2 separate regions of the Mustela erminea genome follow, and region 2 is linked to region 1. Evidence: chromatin contacts called from public Hi-C data. All regions are on one chromosome and are shown on one strand. Each heading gives the region's core, a stretch centred on a gene start, on an enhancer-like site or on the middle of the called end of the contact. The rest is flanking DNA. Distances are from core to core; before and after follow the strand shown.

Region 1 (7,941 bases), core at 3,893-6,392:
GTCAGGATGAATGAAATATTCTTCCAGATCTCTGAGACTGGTCATAGTGGAGGGACAGAGACACAGGAATTGCAGAGGAGGCCGGCGTTAGCTGAACTTGGGACGTTTCATGCACTTGTCTCCCATGGGGGACAAAGAGAAGGAACACTGCCCCTGGGACAGGAGCTATGTCTCTAGACCATGCTGCTTCTGCGGGCATCTCTAGGACCATGACCCTCTCTCCCTGCACACCCTGCTCAGCATTGAGTAGAACTAGAGCGCTCCTGCTGGAGAACAGCCAGCTGCCTCGGATCGAAATCTACACCATTAAACACCTCAAAAATTAAACAGTTGGCTATGTAATGTTAAACAGTATAAGAAAATGTGGCATACTTCCCCTCTCCCTGGCCTCTCCACAATGAAACACCGAAGTGTTAAAAAAAAAAAAAAGAAAGAAAGAAAAAAGAAAAAAAAAAGGGCCCTGTGTGTGATGAGGACTTGGGGGTTAATTTTCAGCATGGTGCCTGGGGATTTAGCGGTGGGACTCCCATTACTTGTAATGGGAACCCCGCTGCTTCATTTCACGCATACTGTATGGAAACCGCACCCTTCCATGGCTTCACAATTTTAGTTTTGAAATTGAGGCCGTCTTTCTCAGAGCAAAGCAGATTTTCAGAAAGACCAAACTACTCAGTGTTTTGGCCTGTGTGTTTGTGCTTCTGTGTATGAGAGGGAGAGAGAGAGAGAGAATGCCTTTCTCCTAAGTGCAGGTGCCCCTTTCTGATGCCCATGTCCAGTCGCTGATGGGATAACAGGGGCTGGATTGTCACATCCCAAAGCTTTGTTAGGAACCCCATAAAACTAACACATGGTTGGTGACACCCAGTGAAACCGAGCTTCTGCCATAATAACCTGAGCCCTGCCGCCTGTCATTAAGGGACCTCTCTTATTAGACATCTCTTTTTTAAATAGCTACCATCATCTGGTCCCAGTGTACATTAAATCCCATTATAATTATAAACACACTTCCCCGTAACATCCGTTGCAGATTTCATCCACACTGCCTACCCCCTCAGGGCATCTTTGCGCTAATAACAACTCAGATTTGCTATCTGAGTTGACAACAACATTAAGGTCCCAACACCATTTGCAATATGCTGGAGAAAGAGAGCGAGGAGGAAAAGCTTTCTCTTCCTCAATCATGAAGAACTTGGGGTCACAGTGACCCAAGGCCTCAGGAGTTAAAAGGAAAAAAAGCCCCTCTTCTTTCCCCCTTCGAGAAGTCACTCTCTGCCCACCAGACAGGACGGGTATGTCCAGCACAGAGGTCATCTTCTCATTTGGTTTTCTGTGCTCCAACTAACTGGAATCCACATGTCTCCTGATTACTTCCCCCCTCTGGGTTTTGGGAGGGGGCATGTAAAAAAGTAACATGAAAGAATTAAAATAATTAAGGGGGAAAAAAAAAAGATGAACCAGAGAAAGCCATCCACCTAGTCAGGAAGGCGAAATTTGACTTTGGTTAGTTTTTGACGTCATTTCCATCCACCTAGTAAATATCTGCAGTTATGACCTTGAAGCCTTGTAAGGTCCTTTGCCTCCAGGAAAGGCCAGAGTAGGTCTGCAGTATCTCCCCCTCGAGTGTCCGGGGAGTTGGGGGGCAGAGAGCTGAGGGTGCCTGTGACCACCTGGTAAGTCTTCCAGGGGCAAGTTGGAGTTCTCAGTTGCTGAGGACTTTTTCCATTCAAGGGTTTCACTACCTGCGTCCCTCCTGAAAAGGCTTTATTCCAGACTCATCTCAAGGTTTTAGTATGCAAAGTAGCTGCTTCTCCCCGCCGGAGGTAGGAGTCCTTGATTTATTTATCATGATAGGAAAGTCTACCTTTACATTTTACAACTATTTTCCAGCTGAGGAGTTGGAACAAAATGAGTTGCAACATTTCATTAACACTCAATCCGAATACAGAATGCTCAAAACACCTCCGCAGCCTGCTTCCTGGGCATCTGTTTGGTTGAAGTTGTATTGTAATTCAAAACTCCCTCCTCAACTTTTGCCTGTGATTTTGAGAAAGGAAGGAAGGTGACCTAAGCCTGTTTACCTGGTGGCACCACTCAGTGGGGAATGGCTTGGTCCTCAGCTTGCCAGGCTTACTGGCAGCTCTCTGCCTCAGGGGAGGAAGAGGAGAAAGAAAATCAAAACCCAGTTTTCCTTGTTTTGTCTTGCTAGAGGCCGTACCATCTAGAAGTGAAGATCATGAGCTCTGTAATGGTCTGATTTAAAGCCTCAGCTCTGCAGTCTTGGGTAGGATGCTTAACCTCAGTTCTCCTATCTGAGAAATGGGGGCAATACTAGCACCTGCCTGAATAGGTTTGTAACAAGGATTAAATACCCAGGATAGGTAATGTGTTAAGATGCATGGTCTGTGCTCAGAATGAGTTCTTATTCCTGCTGTCTCTTCCTTGTAAGATCCCTTAGACTGAACAAAGCCCCTCTTCCCGAAACTGTGCTCTGAAAGGCTGCTACCCGTGGAAGGTGTGTGGATAAGAAGAAGGAGACGGGGGAATAGGAAGATTTAATGTGGAATTCTATCCAAAGGTCAATTCATCTATTCCCCCGTCTCTAGCATGGTCTGGTAAGACCGAGGTCTCTCCTATTTTTAGACCTGTCTGAACTGATGTCCCAGCTTGCCTTACCATACCCTTCAAGTAAAAAAATAAAAATAAAAAATAAATCACTACAAATACGTGAACATCAGAGAGAGAGAGAGAGTGTTAGTTTTCTTCTGTGATTTTCCACCCCACTGTCTTTCGGTGCCGCCATATGAAATCTCTGAACTGGGGATTCTCCTCAGCTTTCGGCGGGCCCAAAGACACAACTCTGGCTAAAAATGGTGCCAGTTTTGGGGAGGGAGCTGCCGCTGCTTTATCTGGGCCCAATAAACCTTATCAAACCGGCCTGCAGCCAGCCTTCAGTGCTAAGTGGAAATGCTTGGAGCCCAATGCTGGCTTTCAGCCCACAGCCTCGCCTGCCTTCCTCCTTTTTGTTACCTTCTCCACCTCTTAAATTCAGGCATTAATCTCTCTTTAACACTTACTAACAAGGGCTGGGCTTTTTTAATGGGCAGAGTTTATGAAGCAAGGGAGATTTTCACATCGAGTGAATATGGCAAGGGATGGTTGGGGGGAGTTCAGGGCGGTGGAGGGATTGTTCTAGCTCTCCCATTGTTTCCAAGGCTTCTCTCTTTCTCTGATTTGAGGATTAATAGGAGATTAGGATCAAGGGTTAATTGTGTGCCTCTCCTGCTACTGCGCTTAGGAGGGGCTGGTAGGTGGATGTGGATGGCAAGGCGGCAACCTTCCGCAGGCAACATCTCCGGGCAGAGGCTCAGCAAGTTCAATGGTCATTTCTTCTCTTTCCCTGGTGAGGCAGTAGGAGGGTCTTTCTTCTGTTTTTACATCCCTCTCCTCGTGCTCTCCTTGCAGACCAGTTTCTTAACTTCCTTTAAATGCCTTTCATCTTGCAGATAGTGTAGACCTTAGCTAGAAAAACAGTCCGTAACCGGGATTGCTTTTTACTGTTAATACCTAGGGACCGGGGTTCCGGGGATTGGTTAGGTGTCGCTGTATTCAGGACTGTCTAAGGGTAACTGGCTCCCTCCCTTCACTTCCCAGTGGGCTTCTCTGCTCTCTCCTCTCCTCTGACTCGGGCAAGGCTGAGCCCTTTCCCTGCTGGGAGACTGGAGCATGTTTCCAGGGATGGAACTTCTTGTCCTTGGGACGGTTTCCCCTTAGCCATTCTTGGGATTCTGAGCACTTTGTACTCCGGCCTTCAGTGGCCCAGAAGCGGATTTTTGCCTCTAGTTGGTGTCTGCCACCTTCCATGACCCTACAGTTCTTGGGGCCTCACTCTAGGTCTGGGGCAGTACCAGCGACAAGCATTGCAATGTGATTGTATGTGAGTCCTGCGCAAACCTTTGACTCAGCAGCATGTTAAGGACAGAATGTGGGGGCTCAGTTCTCCCTGACTGAAGCCAGGAGATGCTGACTGCATGACCTCCAGGGCTGACAGCCCGGAGACCCAGGGAGGGCGCTCTCCACCACCACCTTCACCCCCAGCATCCAGGTCATTAGCCAGCTGCCAAGGCCAGTGCTTACCAGAGAGCTTCCCACCTCTGGCCCCTACCACCGCTAAGCTCCAGGAAAAGGGGGCAGGAGGGGACTCTCCACCGCCAGAGGAACAGTAGGTTTCTTCTGGTGGCTGTATCCCAGAGGTTAGTGACCTCAGCTCCACTCCCTAAAGTGGAGCAGCCCTCTGAGAGGAGAAGGCTCTTGCCGGAGAGCGAGGGGGCTCTGGAGCTTTTTCAAGCTTTCACTCGCCCCTTGAAGGCTTTGCCTGAGCAGGACGCTGTTCTCAGGAACTGTGTCTAACCAGGTTCCCTGGCTGGGGGGTGGGGGTGGGTGGGGCAAAGCCCAGGGGATGCACAGGACTGAGAGGGATGAAAGTTCCTCTCGGGCCTCGATTTCGGCCTCCGGGGATGCCCACAGCTAAAGTGGGGGAGGGCTCTCCCTTCTACGACTGGTTCCCGCGGACCCTCTGGCACCAGGCTCCCCAGGGCCTGCGAACTGCGCGCCCGGAGACTTCTCGCAATCGGGATGCCATAGGCATGGAAGGCCTGGGCTTGGGCTCAGAAAGGGACCTTCTGCCACCGATGTCGGGGTACAGGGGATGCAGCCCCGAGCCAAGAGAAAAGTGAAAGGCGAGATGACACACACAGAATCGAGTCAAACACCGGAGCCGCGGACGAAACTCCGCGCCTGGGGCAGCAGGGAAGAAGAAAACCCGTGTCCAAAGGAAATAAAAAGCCTGGGGTTGAAGGCGGGGGCTTCTCCTCGCCCCTCACCTCCACTGCCAGCACGGAGGGTTCCGAGTCCCTGGCACCGCTCTCCGCGAGCTCCTTCTTCCCTCTGCGCTGGGCCGGTGAGCGGCGGCCGCCGGCGCCCCAGCAGCAGCTAGATGTCAGGCGAAGCCCAGAGCGCCGCGCGCGGGGAAGGGAGGGGAGGGGAGGGGAGGCGGGGAGGGGAGGGGTGGGGCGGGGAGCGCGCGCGGGCTCGGCCAGTGCGGGAGGGGGGGTGGGGGTGGGCGGGCTGAGCCCGGGGACGGCGCGGGAGGGGGGAGGGAAGGGGGGCAGCTGTGGGCAGCGAGCCGGGCTCGGCCGCCAGCACTAAAGATGGAGAGGCGCCGGGGCCTCGCAGGGGAGGGGGCTCGGCGTTGACGTGGGACGCGGCGGAGGCGCCGCAGCCGGTGGTGATTTGCTAACCTCGCAGCAGAGAGGAGTTGAGGGCGATGAGAGCGGGTACTGCGAACTGCCGGGCGCTGCCGCCGCTGCCGCCGTGATACCGAGAGCAACAGTTCCCAGCAACACCCCTCCCCGACACAGGCACACACCCCCAAGAGGCACGCACACCCACCCCCAGCGCCCGGCTCGGCAGCGGTGAGTGAGGGGCCGGGGAGGGGCGCACCGCTCAGCCGTAGGCGCGCGCCGGGGCGCCCCGGGGCTGGAGAGGTCCGAGGGGCGCGCTCCCTTCGGCCACTCGGCCGCCGGGCTGGTGCCTTATTTTATTCGGCTCGTTCCCTTCCTGCTGCGGCAGCCGTCGCCACCGCCGGTTGGGGGTCGGCTAGAAGGGGAGCCCCGGCTGTCAGCTTGGGCGCAGCTGCCTCCCCAACCCTTCCTCTCTAGGGCACGGTCGGGGTGAGAGGTGGGAGGCAGAGCGGTCTTGGGGGGTCTGGAGGCGCGAGCGGAGGGTCGGGGAACCGGAGGCTTTGTACCACCAGGGGCCGGCGGAGGAGCGGCGAGCCGGTGGGTGCTCATATGTATGCGGACCGGTGCGCGGGCGCGATAGGGTTGTGCTTTATTTGTGTTTATTCACCGGCCGGCTGGGAAGCTAGAATCCGAGGATCCGAGGAGTGGATCTGGGGGCAGAGGGGAACAGGACTCGGATTCACTTGGGTTTTGCTTTCTCTTTGAAAAACGTGGTGGGCTTTTTTTTTCCGAATTGGACTTGACCCCCCCCACACCCTTTTGGGGGGGGGAGGGGCGGCCGTGGCGGAGCCGCAGACCCTCCTCGGCTCTTGGGCGGGACCGGCCGTGGCGCGGGAGCTCGCTGTGCGCTCCGGGCCGCGCTCGGTGGGTGCCCCGGCTCTGCACCTGATGCATTCGGGACGCGTTTCCCAGCCCGGCGCGCCGGCAGCTCGCTCGCACAGCCCCTCCAACGCTCCCGCACGCGCTCGAAATGCGCACCGTCTCGGCGGCCCGCGGACCCACGGGAACGCACGGACGCGCCGTGCGGCGATTCACTCGTCCGCTCCCCGGGACGCTCGCAGCGTGCTCCGGCCGGGCACCCTGCCCGTCGCTGCCGGGGTCACGGCCCTGGGTCGGAGAGGGAGGGCCGGCAGCTCCCTGCTCGCGGATCCTTCCACAACTCGCTCTCGGGCTTTTGTGCTTCCCCTTCGCCGCGGGGCGGGTCCGCCGCCTCGCGCTCTCGCTCAGGCGTCCAGCCTGCCGGGACTCTTGCCTTTCGTCCGGGTCTCTTTCGCTTTCCCTCTTCCCTAACCCGCTCCTTTTCTCTCCGCCGTCTGGCTCCCCGGGAAAAGTTGCTTCCCCAAGTTTGCCGAAGTCGCTTTCAAGTCTCCGTGGGGGTGGCGGGGACTGGGGGCGTGTGGGAGCCAGATCGATCCCCGGGAGCTCCAGCGGCGGAGCGCCGGCGTTCCCCCGCGCCGCACGGCTGAGCGCTGCAGCCGGCGCCCACCTGATCCCGGGCGCAGAGCCGTGGGTGGGGGGTCGGCTGCCCGAGAGCACTCTGATTTCCCGCAGGACCCAGGGCGCTTGCTTTGGGGAAGGAATTCGGGTGGCCCAGCTTCCATTCTCTCGAAGGCCCCTCCTCGTTCTCCGAAGCCCCTGGGTCTGAAGGCAAGCGCACGCACGGTGGCAAGGCGCGGATGAGTGGCAGTTCCACTCTGGACGGCCTTAGTCCCCACCCCAGTGTGGGCAGCAAAAGTGTCTTGACTAGCCGTCCTGTTAACCCTTTCCGCGTGAGATCTGTGGCTCTGGAGCCAATAGGGCTCCTTCTGGGGGCGGAGGCAAGCCCTGTTTGGAGAGTCAGGGAGAGCCAGCCTTCGCGGGGCTTCCACTTCATTTCACTGTGGCATTGGCCCCAGCAAGGCCGGCGGGGGGCACCTGGGTCTGGGTGATGTCTTCCTAACGCTTTAAACCGGCGAGGGAGTCTCAGAGCCCTGTTACTGATCCCAAACAGCGCTTTGGGAGAAGCCTTTGTCTCCCAGCCTCCTCTCTCTTCATACTGGTAGACGCTGGTGCAGGTCTCACTTCTGGTGCCTCCAAACCATGTCCAGCACCAGTTGCTGCTCGTGGGCACAGGACTTTGGAACCTGTGGGACATGCTTGGAGTTCATGTCCTTCGCCTGTGCACTGCTGGCTAGAGGGGTGCATATTTCCTATGACCTCTTCCATGTCTTTTGTGACCTCTTCCCCCGCATCTGATAGATCCCCTTGCCCACTGGGCACTTGTGGGCAGGAGTTAGGTGTGGCATGTCCTAGAAGCATGTATACACGTGCTAACTGTGCCCCTCTGGCTGCTGCGTTGCACACACATGCCCACGCACACGCGGTCCAGATTTCCGATTGCACGTGCAGTAGCTCTGAGGCACCTATGCGTGTAAGTAAGCCAAACTAGCGTGAGGGTTATGTGTGTTCACGATGGTGCCTGGGGGGTAGGGTCAAGGTGTCGGTGGGTCAGTCCCTTGCAGCCCTGAGAAGAGGGCAAGGGAAGAGACTGGAAGGTACTGCCTGGCCGTGGGAGGGCCAGAGAAGGTACAGCCTAACTGGTAGATTGCTGTGGGCCAGGACTATAGGCCCCGTGTCCCAGGTGGGCTTGCCTGTGTTCCTC
Region 2 (7,941 bases), core at 4,019-6,518, 97 kb after region 1:
GGCGCTGTTGGCCTGCATAGAGAGTACCTTCTCTCCACACCCTGGGTTTTGTCATTGTCCCTACCAGCCACCCTCCAGCCTTCTACTGTGGTCTCGAGCCATCACCGTCTGATGGCCAGGGGTTGTTGCTCTAAGAGAGCCTCATGGGCTATCCTCATCCTGCCTCCATCAGCTCCTGCCTCTGGCTGCCGTGGCCTGCCCCGTTCCTCAGGGCACGGCACAGAGACGGGGGTGGAGGTGGATCCTGGATCCGGCAGTGGCAAGTAAGGGCCTGAGAACAGGAGTGTGGGTGGGAGGAAAGTCAGTGTTCCGGGCCAGATGGCCCCACAGCAGCCAGCAGCTCTGAGCCCCGGCGGCCTGCCACGCACAGACCACCTTCCCAGCGCCCGGCTCTCCACTAGCCTGCCCGCTTCCCTGACCCCACCCGGCTCCGCCGCTGGGTGGGAAAGGGCCCGGTCGGAGTTGGGATAAGGACACTGCCGTGGGCTGGGCGTGTGGCCACTAGTGAACAGGACCGCTTTCTTCCCGGGGTGATCCTATAGGTCAGACCCAATTCACAGAATTGCAGTGTCGTAAACTGACATAAGGTGTGTGACCGTACTCGGAAAGCCCCACGTGACATTTGTAGAACGATGTTCCCGCTTTTCTTGCGCTCTCTCTTTCTGCCGGGGTTCTGCCTCTAGCCAAAAGGAGAGGGAAGACTAAGGCTGGGCCTCCAGGGAGGGGCGTGCATGTTGGAGACTCCCCGCAGCTCTCAGAACATCTGGAGGTGTCCAGAACGCCGGCAAATCCTTTCTATAGTGGTTCAAAACCTACTATGTGCCAGTCCCTGCCACGGGAGCCGGGGATAAGAGACAGAAGCGGGACGGGTGCGGGCCTCCTGATTCTGGCAGCGTCGCTAGGGAGCTGGACATGTGAATGGCTGCAGCACCATGAGGCCTGATGGGACCAGGGGATGCCCAGGCCTGGTGGCCTCCACGGATAGTCAATGCCAGGTCACCGGTGACCCTCCCGTGCTGCTTCCTCCTCAGCCTGAAACCGGACCTGGCTTTCCTCCCTTGGTCTTGGTGCCCATGGACAGCGTAGTACGGAGAGTCCTGTTCTTTAGTTCTCGGACAGGCCCAAGAGTAGACTCTTTCTTGGCAGCGTCCAAGGAAGAGGGGCGCGCGAGGCTGGCTGCGCGTGCAGGGACATCTCCGTTGGTGCCCGTCGGCAGCAGCCGTGCCCAGCTTCCCCCTCCCTCCTGCTCACCTGCCGGAGGGGTGGCTGCGGAGCCCCCAGGTGCGGGTGGGCTTGCCTTCCAGCCGGCCGGAGCAGCCCCAACCTCTCTTCTCCTTTCCCTACAGGAAGCTGCACAGTGGCGTGAAGACGTACGGGTGTGAGCTCTGCGGAAAGCGGTTCCTGGATAGTTTGCGCCTGAGAATGCACTTACTGGCTCATTCAGGTAGGCGATGCTGCCCTGACCGGCCCATTCGAGCACAGGCAACTGCGTCTGGCCCGCCTTCGCCCCCACTCAGAGCACGGATGTCCTGCTGCTGGCCGGGACCTTGGGTCACTGCATCCTGTGGATGGTCCCTCCAGGTTCACGGAGCAGAGGGCTCATCCTGATGGCGTGACCATCTGCACCAACCCCTCCTCGTGTCCTCGTGGGTTCCCCAGGGCTTTGTGGGCATCCGAGGTGTGGTGGACCTTCCAAAGCAGATGATGGTTTGGTCAGCACGACAGTGGTGGTGCTGAGTTCTCACGGGCTCCTGAGTCTGACTCTTGGGGTCACATTATACAGGAGCCTTTGACTGAATAGATAGAGAAAAGTTGGAACACAGACCTAGTTACGGCATGCTGTCTTTGGCGAGTTAGTTTTATCCATTTCTGGGGGGGTCAGCTGTGTGGCTGCGGGGAGATTCACCCGTATTTGGGCAAAGCCGCTCTGCCCCGTGAGGCAGGTGGAGTGGACACACCTGACATCCAGCTGCCCGCGTGATCTTGGTGGAGGGAAGGCTGTACACCAGGTCTCATGGTGCTGCTCTGAGGCTGGGGGTCTCCTGGGGTAAGCTGTAGAGGCCTCCAGACTTCCCTGCGGGGCCAGCACTCTCTTCCTTCTGATTCCCTTGCCTTTCTCCCTTGGAGTCACATTCTGGGGGAGAGGTGAGGGTCATCTCCTTATGGTCACATGTGGACCTCTGCTGTCTTGGTCCCACGTGGCCTCCCGCGCCTCACCTTCTGGCATCTGTGGAACGTGCATGGGCTTTGGGGCTAGGCCAGTGTTCAGACCTCGTCTGTAGTATATGCCATGTGACCTCAGGCGGATCTGTCCCCCAAAGTCTGTTTTCTGCCTTGGTGAGGTACAGGTCTTGCCTAGCTAGCTTGTATCCATTTTCTAAAGACTCCGGTGACAGAATGTGCGTCACAGGCATCTGCATACATGCCCTGGCATACAGGTGGTGGTCAGTAAATGCTGACTGCCTCTGCTTCGCCTTCCTTTTCCCCCGTTCCCAAAGCTCTGACCCTGAGGCATGTTACCATCCCTTTACTCCAGAAGCTTCTACCTGGCTGGCGGTTTGCCGTCTGTCCTCGCGTTGCCCATACAGTTGTGCAAATGCTGTTTTGGTGCTTTGTGTGCTTCAGGCCGCCACGGTCTTGCTGCAAAGCGTGAGGTGGCTCTGCGCGGTGTGGGCTGCTCTCTCGCTGGCATTTGTGGTGCCTTCTAAAGTCCCCTAACCCCTACTTGCTTTCCATCCTTCTCCCAAGCTTTTCTGTGCCCCAGGAGGTGGCGGCCGGTCTCAGCACGTGCAGTCTGTCCCCACATCTTTGTGTTCCGCTCCTCCTCCCTGGAAGGTCACCCACTCCCACACCTTGTTCCCCCGCACCTTCCTCTTCCTGCCCACCTCCCCCACGATGGTCTGCAGTCCTGAGCCCAGACCTCCTGTGTCCAGCATTTGCCTGGTCCTCACGGACTCCCTTTGTTCAATTTTTATAGAACGCACCTTGTATCTTTTTGTTTGCCTTCAGTTTTGTAGGCCGTTTGGGGTTCGGTGTGGGGTTTCAGAGCCGCCTGCCAGCCGGCTTGGCCGGCCCCCAAGTGCAGAGAGCGGGTCTTGGTTTATGTGCTCCCTGCTGCAGGACCCTGTGTGGTCTGTGTGTGGTGCTGGACACTTCCATGCGGGTAATGCACTTTTCAGCCTGTGGTTAAAGCTCCCTTGCCCACTCCGGAACTTGGCCTTGGGAGCATCCTCTCTCCTTCCTTGTTCCTTGAATCCAATGCTCTAGCCAGACTCAGTTAGTTACTTGTTGCTTTACGCTCTGTGTAGACGGACACAGCTTTTGCTTTCCCAGCTCTGTGGCTTTGTTCACCCCATTCCCTCTGCTTGGAATAACCCTTCCTAGTCTTGCCAGATCGTCTGAGGTCCCTTATGCAATGCCCTCCTCCACCCTCAGCCCGGAGCCGTCCTGCCTTCTTCTGGGTGTCCGTATGTCTTTATCTGAAGCTCTGTGAGCACAGTCGTTCCTCCTTGTGTTCTGGTTATTTATGGACTTGCCTTATCTCCCCTGCTTGGAGTCAGGGATAGAAATTGGGAAACCTACCTCCTTCACCATGTGGTCTTGGGCGAGAAATGAAAGCTTTTCTGTATCCTCATCTGTAAACGGGAGCTCTTAACTCTCTCAGAGGCGTTGTAAGGCTCCCATTGGACCCTCAGCCCTGGGCCTGATGCACGATCAGCTCTCCGGAAATAGAATCTCCCTCTCCCTAGCTCCTCTGATAGACTGTAAGCAAGTGGGGACAGGGTCTGTCCCCGTTATGAGTGGCACATTGCCTGGCCCATTGCTGGAGTTGCTAGGTAACTGGTCAGATGAATGAGAGCAGTTGGGGGAGCATGTCAGGGAGCTCTAGTCTCCTGCTGGGTCCCTCCTGCAATACCAATGGTGTGGACTGTCTCCCAGAGGTTCCCTGGGGGGCAGCCAGGAGCCCCTCTACCCCCGCCCCCCGGCCAGTATTGGTTGAGTGTGAGTGAGCCAGTCCCGGCCACGCTGGTGGCCACACTGGTGATGCCAGTGGGAGGGGCAGAGGGGGAGACACTGCTTACCCATGTGCAGGGGGCCCAGAGCCCCCAGTTCAGGCAAGGTGAGTGGCTTTGCACCACCCCTCTATAGCCAGTGGCCACCTGAGGACCTGCACTCCCGTCCCGGCTGAGATGCCACTGCATGGTCCTATGGTCTCAGCCCAATGCCCCCAGCAGCTCTGAGAGCTGGGTCCTGTCTCCCCAGGCTCTCCTCTCCATGACATCTGATTGTGCCGGGTGACTTGGCTCTCTGCAATGCACTTGCCGACACCCTTGATAAAGAGGATTTGGTGACGGGGGAGGTGTGAGGGTCATCATCATGCTTTAATTCGCTTTTGCAGATGGCTCGTAGCCTTCTGAGACTCTGATACTTCTATTCTCTGTGGCGGCTTTCTGCTGTCCTGCATACCTCTCACCCTGTGCTGGGATGTCTTGAAAAGAAATAGCAACAAGGGCTTAGAGAGGCTAGACCTCTTCCTGAGCTGTTCGCACCCCCTGAGACACCCGGACAGCCTCCCCGGGGGAGGGGGATCGGGGGTCGGTGTTGGAGGGCTGGGCCAGGTGTGCCAGGCCTTCTCTCGGGGGCCAGTGGCAGAAGCAGGGTTCTACACATTCTGACTCCTCTGCCAGTTGCACGATAAGAGAACCCTGGGATGTTTCCGAGGCGACCTCAGTTAGATGACGGGAGATTTTCTTGCTGCTGGGTTTTGAAGTCTCCCTCCTAGGAGCCGCCAGCAAGAGGGGCTCCTGAGGGGGTGCAGTGCTGGCGACCCGCTTTGCAGACTCTCTTGCCAAGGGTTGGAGCGGCCCTATAGAGCCTAAAACAGCAGACCATTTAGCCCCAGAACCTTGGAGACTTTTTTTTTTTTTTTTTAAAGGGGCAGGCCCTGGAGGCGTGAGCCTGGGATCTGGGTGCGGGTCATGGTGCTCCTGGCTTCCCCTCAGTGTTGTTGCTGCCCTGGGCAGGTACATTCCTGCTGTTTTCTTCTGCTCGGCCCAGCTGAACGGTACTCCTCTCGCACTTCCTTGCTCGCGCGCTGGCTGCCCCCAACCCCCTCTTGGCTAGCATGGCCTGTGTTTGTTATTGTAGTTCTGGCTTGGGGCCAGGCCTGGCGGGGAGCCAGCCTTGTGGGTACAGTGTGTACAGTGAGTGCTGAGCCAACTTTGTCATCATACACGATTAATTTTTTTTTTTTTTTTTTCTAATCTGGTAGGGGTGGGGTGAAGGAGGAGGCAAGAAGAGAGCTTCTCGCTGCTGGAGAACAGGCCACACTGACTTTGCGGAGATGTTATTTAGGAAAGGATGAAATGCGCCTGCTCGTTCTTCCTTCTGGGCTTGGCCCTTTTCTCACGTTGTCTTCCTGTCCTCTGCGTCTCCCTCTCCAAAGAAGTCAGCCTGTACGAGGCCGACGATGTGAGGTTTTATTTTCAGTGACTAGAATACTAAATTTACACTCCTAAATCAGTTTTCATTGTGTTGAAATTGACAATTTGTTTAATTAGAAGTTTGCCCTGTAGGAGGCCCTTCTTGGAGACAATTCTTTCTTTCTCCTCCTCTCTCTCTCTCTCCCTCTTTTTTTTTTTTTTTTTCTTTTTTAAGACCCTAAATGGTAGTAGGGAATGTTCAGTTTAATTGAAGTTTTTATTTCGATTTGAATGCGTTAACTAATCAAGTGTTTATGAGATATACCTGATAATAACAATATGTTTAAATTAACAAACAATAACCTAACTCATTAACTAATGAGATTGATCCAGGCAACACCCTGCCTTCTCGGAGGTGGGTTTGGGAAAGGAAGGTCAGGTCAGGAGAGTGACCACCTGGGATGTTTTTGCAGAGCTGCTCCTTCTAGAACGAGGACATGACGTGTAGGACTGTGGCAGTGAGCACGGCAGGAATCCAAGCCACTCCACGTCCTGGGATCACTCTGACCTCTCACTCCCCACCCTGTGCAGCCCTGTGCCTTGTGGGGATTGGTCCCAGAGCATCTACGACCTGCTGTGTCCTTGCCACTCCCAGTTCTCCCTTGAGTGGTGATTCCTTGCCCTGGGATGTCTGTGCAGAGACCACAGACCCAGGCGGTGGCTCGGGTTAGTTCTGGGATTTGCTGGTGTAAGGTTTCCCATTAGGTAGGATCTCCCACAGCTTGGCGCCAGTGCTGCTGGATTAGAAGCGAGCAAACCCAGAACGGCTTGCCCCTGTTTTTGACTTGACCACATGCTATTTAGAGATTCCCGTGTTTCCATGGCCTGCCCCTTTTCTGGGAGTCTTATTCATTTTTGCAGCCAGTGGACATTTACCAAGTGCTGAGTGGACTTCAGGTTCTGTGTATTTAGCACTGGAGAGAGCTTACAACATCCCTGCCCTCAAGGAACTTATGACCATCCAGTAGGAGAGATACTTGGTTATAAGGTCATGGTCAAAGACATTTGTGTGCACAAAGCACCAGAAGAGAATTCTAGGAGGAACTCACACGGGGAGGGTGTCCCTTCTAGAAGGCAAGCTTTGGAAACAGCGGGATGAGGCAGGATTGTGGAGGCCTTGAATACCAAAATATTCTGCATTTACCTGCAACACTGGAGAACCACTAAAGGATTAAATGACAGAGTGACACTTGGTTTTTTATTTTATTTTTTTCTTGGAAAGAAAGGACTGTGGGGTTTTTGATGTACACTAACCTGGAGCGTAGGATTTCTCAGACCCTCTTGGAGAAGCAGTGTGCCTGATGATCTTGGGGCATGGTTGGAGGGCAGATAGGCCCATACCTCCAGCCACGGTTAAGGGTGGCCTTCCTTTGGGAGTCCAGTCCTGCCAGCGATCAGTCCCCTGTACTCAACCCTCCTGCCTTTCTCCGGGTGTTGTGAGCCATGGCTCTTGAGAAAGCACCAGTCTCTTCCCCCTCTTAGAGCCACTGGGAAGGAATATGGTGTTTGGCTGATGGATTTTCGGATTCTAGCAACAGCACAGGGTGGCCAGGGCCTATCATCGGGGGCCTGGGTCATCCCATCTGACAGGAAAAGGCCTGGCGGGGTTAGGGCCAGAAACCAGATTGGTTCTCTTGAGCTTTCTCCTGTCCTGATCCCGTGGAAGGGAAAGAAATTATGAGACATCAAAGATCTACGGATTGTACTTGTTCCTTTTTCTTCTTTTTTAGAACACTTAGCTTTGGGGTTCAGGGTCTTTCTTCCCAAAGACAGGGAGGCATTGCAGCTGGTCAGTTCCCTGTGGCGGTGAGGCATGGTCCTCAAGCTGACGGGAGAGGCATCTTGGGTTTAACGGGGGCCTCTCAGGACCCGCCGCTTGCTGCTGGCACCTCTGAGCCTAAGATGGGGCAGGTTCATGTCCTCTCTGCCTGCTCTCGGCGAATGTCCCTGTCCGTTCTTCAAGTTCGCGCCTCGCCATCGGGCTAAAACAGATGACCCAGAAGAAACTTCCCAAGGCCCCTTATCTCCCTCAACACGCCTTGCAGAGGCAGGCACTGTGCGGGGGGGATGGGTTCAGAGCACAGGGAGGGGCCGCTGGGAGTGGCTCGGGGGCCCACGATCTGCGATCTGCGTGGATGTTGGGGTGCAGACAGAGGGGAAGAGGGGAAAAGTAGCCACTTTCCCCGCGCGCTCTTGAACACTGTGCTCTTGGTCTGTCTCTCCCCCTCCCTGCCCTGAATTTGGCCCGCTTCCCGAACTTTTTCCCAGAGTGGTGTCGTCACTGGCCTGCCGGCAGGCCTGGATGTTCTGCCAGCATTCCAGAGAGTTTATGATCGCCTGCAGATGTGCCTCCAAGAACACACTGTACCCAAAGCAGAAATTAATGCAGGCTTGACTGCTGTCCAAGCCCATCCACGGGAGAGAGGAAAAAGAAAACAAAAACTGTTTAATGCTGTTT

The links. A called contact is a pair of places that touch in the nucleus more often than the background predicts.
Region 2: a contact with region 1 is called in a Hi-C map of spleen, with 4 times the contacts expected there. The contact joins the enhancer-like site here to the promoter of ZBTB16 in region 1. A contact is called at or near these places in 2 of 3 Hi-C or Micro-C datasets (skeletal muscle and spleen).

Annotation. Positions count from the first base shown.
Region 1 is chr9:10,580,317-10,588,257 of mMusErm1.Pri, forward strand. ZBTB16 (zinc finger and BTB domain-containing protein 16) reads left to right here and starts at 5,143. Exons shown (of 7, transcript XM_032360465.1): 1 at 5,143-5,471.
Region 2 is chr9:10,676,938-10,684,878 of mMusErm1.Pri, forward strand. ZBTB16 (zinc finger and BTB domain-containing protein 16) reads left to right here. Exons shown (of 7, transcript XM_032360465.1): 3 at 1,347-1,444. Among named protein-coding and RNA genes, the nearest start is that of ZBTB16, 95 kb to the left of the region's middle. Within about 2 kb of position 5,269, the one cell type or tissue checked has open chromatin away from gene starts, as enhancers often do.